Linked DNA regions of Ovis aries: region 2 is linked to region 1. The links are chromatin contacts, called in public Hi-C maps. All regions are on one chromosome and are shown on one strand. The core of a region is the stretch at or near the end of the contact, and the rest is flanking DNA. Distances in the headings are between cores, read along the strand shown.

Evidence for each region. Hi-C and Micro-C count contacts between places; a contact is called where the count stands out from the background.
Region 2: a Hi-C map of liver shows a contact between it and region 1, with 2.1 times the contacts expected there. The contact joins the enhancer-like site here to the promoter of DDX3X in region 1. A contact is called at or near these places in 4 of 16 Hi-C or Micro-C datasets (blood, liver, omental adipose tissue and 1 more).

What each region holds. Positions count from the first base shown.
Region 1 is chrX:40,562,166-40,565,247 of ARS-UI_Ramb_v3.0, reverse strand. DDX3X (DEAD-box helicase 3 X-linked) reads right to left here and starts at 1,569. Exons shown (of 17, transcript XM_060407509.1): 1 at 1,432-1,569. The coding sequence starts at 1,476.
Region 2 is chrX:40,611,028-40,614,209 of ARS-UI_Ramb_v3.0, reverse strand. No RefSeq gene overlaps it. Among named protein-coding and RNA genes, the nearest start is that of DDX3X, 49 kb to the right of the region's middle. Within about 2 kb of position 1,584, at least 14 of the 54 cell types and tissues checked have an H3K27ac peak or open chromatin away from gene starts, as enhancers often do. A contact at or near this core is called in liver, where this site is marked.

The DNA.
Region 1 (3,082 bases), core at 320-2,819:
ATGCTCTCCCCCAAACAGATAGCCGAGTTCCTATAAAACACTATACACGACTGAAAATCTATTAACAATTCATTTGTGTCACTCAAGTTCGTTTCAGAATTCTGGAGCTCGCGATAAGCAGAAGTTTACTTAAAAGCAACAAAACATCGATTGAAGAGCTTCTCTGAAGCGTGGTGCCACTGTTGCTGAGGGATGCAGACTTCTGCCATCTCCGCCCAGAACCCCTCCTCTGCGATCACGCGCCCTCCCGTCCTCTACCTCTAAACCCTTACAAGAGGGGCTCCAATTAAGACAAACCCGGGGCCCCTGACTGATTTCGAAATTTTCAGTCCACAAGCAGCAACAAGTCACCAACAAAATTCCTTATTTCTTCCCAAGCCACATTCCTGGCGTTTTTTCCCAGGCCGAGCCCCGCACCAAACGTCCCCAACCTGAGGACACTGGTACACTCCGTGGTACCTCCCAAAACGACGCGTGGCTCGGAAGAAAACCTCCACACTCACTATTGCGACCACGTGAGGCGGAGCCGGCCGTGCCGGGTCGCTAACCTCCTCGCCGCGTTCCACCTCGATCTCCAGAGCCCGGCGCCACCGCGCACGCAGCGGCCCATTCCTCCCTCCTCTCCATCCCTCCCCCCCCCCACTCCTCCTCGAATCTTCTGCGTCACAAAACTTTCCACTCCGGAAACGCGGCCTCGCGGGCCACGGACCCGAGGCTGCGGAAACCGGGCTGGAACGAAAAAAAAGCCCCGGGGAAGGAAGCCCAGGAAGAACAAGATGCCCATCCATCCCTGTTTCCGGGCCCTCGGCGGCCCGTCTTCCCCCGTTCGGGGGGCGCAGCGCCGCCCAGCCACCCGACACCACACAAAGGAGGCCGCCGCCATTACCCCGAGCGAAGGCCACCCCCCGCACCGCCCCCTCCCACATTCCAGGGCCGCTTTCCACCGCCCGCTCACACGCGCGTGCACACACAGACACGCCAACGCCGCCTGGGTCTCCGACAAGAATCCGAGCCGCGCACGCCCGAACTCTCAGGGCCATAAAGGTCCCCTTTCGCGAACCTCCGCGCCGCGCCCCTCCCCCCCCCGCAACACCCATGGGTCACAAGTCAAGTCGAGGTTCGCGCGTGCGCGCCTCCGCGAGAACGCGCGCCCCCTCCCCCTCCGCCCGCCTGCGCACGCACACACAAAAGCCGCCATTGTGCTCTGCCCGGGGACAATACCGCCGGCCAAGCTGGGGCCCCTGCGACAGCCACAATCAGCATTCCGGTCACCTTCCCGTTCCCCCACAGCCCCGGGACACTGACACTCGCTAGCCTGAGGGACCCAGAAAATGGGAACTGAGGGTACCAGGTAGCACTGCGCCACAAACCAGGTTAGATCGGGGGAGGGATTCCTGCAGCAACAATCCCGGTAGGCTCCTTGCGGCTCACCTGCTGGTCCAGCCCGAGCGCATTTTCCACCGCCACATGACTCATCCCTGAAGAGTACCGAGAACTCGGAGTCTTCCGCTGCTGAGCTAATGTGTTGGGTTCACCGCGAAGGTCCTCTCACGGGAGAACTGCGGCTCTGAAATGCACGGCGCGGCCACGGATCTAATATACCCGCTCAAGTGACTGCTACGTCAGCACGTACGACGTGTGCCCTCCCTCTCACACCCGCACTCCTCCCGCCGCTACGACTTTTGCCTAGCTACTGCGCGCTCGTTTAGTCCTAACCTCGCGGGATTTCCTAGTCGGTGGCGTCTGCGCCTCGTCGTCCTACCTTGGCACTCAGCGCTAAATGCTGTCCTAGATCGCTTGAGTGCCACTTCCCCTGTCCTCCGCTATTACCTTTTCTCAGGACTGGGAGGTCTCGAGATCTCGCGAGACCTCATCCCCTCCCGTTTTCCGCCAGCTGTGAGACCTTAAAATATAATCTAGACCTTTTTCCCCTTTTTTTCCCAACCTCCTCAGTTTTCACTGTTCCTTTCTTTCTAGGGAGCACTCTTTCCTTCTCTCTCCGTCCCCTAGACTTTGAAAGGTTGTGCGATTTCTCCAAACTAATCAGCCCATGTATTTTCCCGGGCAGAAGCCCCGAAATCCAAGTTTGGCAATGAGGGGCCCGAAGCCCAGGGGACAGCGGGTCACGTGACCGCAGGTGCCAAATGCGGAGGCCATTTTGTGGAGCAGGAAACCGTGGTTTTAAATAGAGTGCTCGGAATCGGGGGGAGGAGGGGAAAGAGGGAGGGAGGAGACGGGAAGAGGAGAAGGGGGGAGGGGGAAAAGAGAGGAAGGAGGAGGGAAGAGGGCGTGATGGTGATGGGGCGTGGGGGGGAGGGAGAAGTGGAGGGGCGCTGGCGGCGCGCGCGGGTGGTGGGACACTAGTTGCCTAGGCAGCGGGTGCGCCGCCTAGGAATGCCATAGCCCCTTGGTTCCCACACACACCTCCGACTCCCCCACCAAGAGAGCGCGCTCTAGCGCGCGCGTCCCCGCTCCCCGCAGTTAAGAAACAATGAGACAATCGGGCTGAACACGAGCGGGAGGTAGCGCACCCTCTTGGGACCCCCGCCCTTCGCCGGCACCACAGCTCCGTTAGGCCGCAGGTTTCCTATTGTGGGGCGTCCAGCGGCTCAGGGCCGATGGCCACCACCGGCGCGGTGCTGCTTCCCTCAAAGCCAGAGGACTCGGGATGGAGAGCCGTTCTCCTAGGGAGTCGGAGGCGTTTGTGGTTGGGCGCAATCTGGGCCTGCCGAAGAAAGTCTACCGCATCATCGGCCTGGGTTCAGGGTGACCCCGGGCCACTGCGGTGAATGGGGAATTGCCGGAATGGGTCGGAGGCACCCCTTATGCTCCCCCCTCCTAAGCAGGCGACCTCCGGTCCCAACCTCAGTGCCACAGAACCTTAAATAGAAGAAAATGTGTTGACTAGTGAATCCCTGGCTTTAAGCGAGCGGCGGCACATATATGGTTTTTAGAAACGTTTTTCTCTCTTTTCTGACCCTCAGCCTGACAGAATTAAATAATATACAGGGTTTCCAACCATCCCCCAAAGGATCTGCTGCTGCCAGAATTCAAACAGCTCGTTCACATCACGTACTTTACC
Region 2 (3,182 bases), core at 335-2,834, 49 kb before region 1:
ATACAAATGGAAGAACAAAATGAGCTCTGCCCTTTGGCGTACTTGAAGAGAATGAAACGGTTTCATTTATTCGTTTTGCTTTCCTCCTTCAAAGGAGGAAAGGGAAACTAGTAGGAGCAATGGAAGGAGAGACTTCCCCTCTCTTCAACTGCCTCTTTCTACTTGGTATGAATGGTACTGAGAGAGGCAGGCCCCTGGGGGAGAAAGCAGTTACTTGCCTAGCATGGTGGCCAGTGAGCTCAGCATCTAGCATAACACCTTCACACAGAATGGAAGGCTATATTTCTTGTTGGTCTTTTTGTTCTTTTTAAAGTGATTTTATTTACTTTTGGCTGTGTGGGCTTTCTCTAGTTGTGGCTGGAGGCGGGGGGCTATTCTCTAGTCGCGGTGCATGGGCTGCTCATCGTGGTGGCTTCCCTTGTTGCGGAGCCAGAGGGCGTCGGTAGTTGCATGATGTGGGCTCCGTAGTTGCAGTTCCTAGGCTCCAGAGCACAGGCTCAGTATTGAGGTGCTTAGTTGCCCTGCAGCATGTGGGATCTTCCCAGACCAGGGATCGAACCCATGTCCCCTGCATTGGCAGGCGGATTCGTAACCACTGGAGCACCAGGAATGTCCTATTTGTTTGTCTTTGGCCATGCGTTTTAGTTCCCCAACCAGGGATCGAGCCCATGTTCCCTGCAATGGAAGTGTTGAGTCTTAACCACTGGTCCACCATGGCATTCCAGGGTATGTTTGTTTTTATTTTCTCCCTCCCTTCCCCCATCAACTATGTGTTTCATCTCTGAATCCTCAGCTTCAAGCAATATACTGGCACACACTTTGTGCTCTAAAACTGTTTACTGAATGCATGCATGCATGAATGAATGAATGAACAAGCTTGGAGTGTATGTTACTGAGTACTAAGGGAGAAGACTGATTTTTGAGGTGCTAGGATCAAACTACAGTGGCTTTGAGTGCCAGAATGAGTTGTCTACTTGAATCATTTGAGGGAACAGCTTTCACACTTAAAAATTGGCAGAAAACACAGGCGTTTGAAATCAGAAAAATCTCAAAACCACTTGGCAAACGAGGCTGTGCCATATCCATGTTGTGGCACGAGGATGAATATTATTGCTTGAAAAACGGCTGTCATTTCTGTAATTTCTTGAAGTACCCCAGAGCCTCAGAAAATGATATTCCCACTCTTCCCTTCTCAACCAGGGCTTTGAAAAGCTATCCACAAGTGGATAGGACCCTGTGCTTCCAATGCAGGGGGCCCCCTAGCCCACATGCCTCGGGGTGAGGTGGGGGAGCCTCGGCAGGAAAAATGAAAGCCATCTCCAAACTTCCCTCTCAGTCCAAATAAAGATGCTCTTTTGGTTTCCTTTTTCAGTTGAACTGCTATGGAAAGTAACAACCGTGCCACAACTGAAATGACCCCAGACAGGAAGAACAAGAAGGGGCAAGTTATGTGGAAATCAGCGGTTGTATGCACAACCACTGCCATCCTCCGGAAATTGCCCAACATGCCCTCCTGGGCCAGGTCAGAGATGAACCAAGCAGGCCTGGCCACGGAAGTGACCTGCCCACCTGCCCTTGGGCACTCCCACGGCCTCTGCCATGCTGGCACCTAGATGGGGCCACCCTGCCCTGGTTGCCATGGTAGTGGATGGGAACTGAGTTGCTCCCATGTCCTCTGGCCCCAAGCCAGGACCAGGCTCCCTGCTGACAGGGAGCACTCCCTGGGGCTCTCGCCCGGCCCTGACTCACCTGTCCTGGCACCGATAGGTGTGGCCTGAGCAGAGACTCTACCAGTAAGGACCTGGGTGGCCTCCAGAAAATGAGCACCTGCTTTCCTGTCAGCCTGGGATCCAGCCAGAGTGTTCCAGGACCCTCAGAAAAGTACACTCAAAGGGCTGGACATCTTAATCTGCCTACCGTAAAATGTAAGGCAAGCATCAATATCAGAAGGATAGATAAGAGGAACACAATTCTTTTCACAGGGATTAGCCTGACTTGGCCACCCAGTACAGACGGGGCAGCCCAGGTACTTCTGGTATTGAAGCCCTGGCCTGCCCTGGCCTTTTTTTTTTTTTTTTTTGGCTGCACGGCATGCTGGATCTTCATTCCCTGACCAGGGATCAAACCAGAGCCCCCTGCACTGGAAGGTGGATTCTTAACCACTGGACCATCAGGGGAGTTCAATGAGATAGTTACTATTATTTGAAATTTACTGTTGGGAAGATTAAAGCACAGAGAGGTCATGTGACCTGCCTAAGTCACATAGCCAATAGCAGCAGAGCTAGGATTTAAACCAGGTTCTGGCCTCACTCAGGAAATAGCCATGTGTCTACAATTGTATAGACTTCCCTCTGACTGTTTTTATTCATTCTCCATTAGCCAAGCTCATGCTAAATTCCCCTTGAAACTCTGACTTTGCTCTTTCCTCTCCAGTCCCCGATCCAGCCCCAGGCCTAGACCCCCACCACTTCATTTCTTGATTCCTGCCCCAGCTTCTCAGTTGGCCTTTTACTGCCAGTCCTTGCTTAAAGTACACTTTTACACACAATCTGGGCTACACCTCCTAAAACCCTGCTTTCTTTCCATCATTATAATCATCTTTGGCTCTGCATCTTTGCCTGCAATGCATCCTGTATTCAGGGAGAAGCTCAGCCCACACCCACATGTCAGTCTGCACAGACCCCCAACCAGCACGTGCCATGCACATTCTCAGGCCCCATTTCCCAGCAGAACACATTCTTCTGTCTGCATAATCCTGTCTCTCCTCCAAGGCTCAGCTTACTTCCCTCACCCTCCACCCCCCTACAGGCCACCCTGGCCCACAACTGTCCTCCCTCTCCACAACTGTGCTGTTTTCTAAGACCACACAGTCTGATCCTGAATTGTCCCCTAGGAAACCCTTATGTTTCCCCAGTGTGACATGGGTGATGTTGAAACAGGAGGGGAGGGTGCAGGGCACAACCTTTAGAAGAATGGCATAGCCTTTGAGGATACACAAAAACTGGTCAGGCCCAAGAAGGCAGAAAAGTAGGTTTCCAGTGGACCTTGAGCCTTATTATACTCTCATCGTTGGAGAAGGAAATGGCAACCCACTCCAGTACTCTTGCCAGGAGAATCCCAGGGACGGAGGGGCCTGGTGAGCTGCCGTCTATGGGGTCTCACAGAGTCGGATATGACTGAAG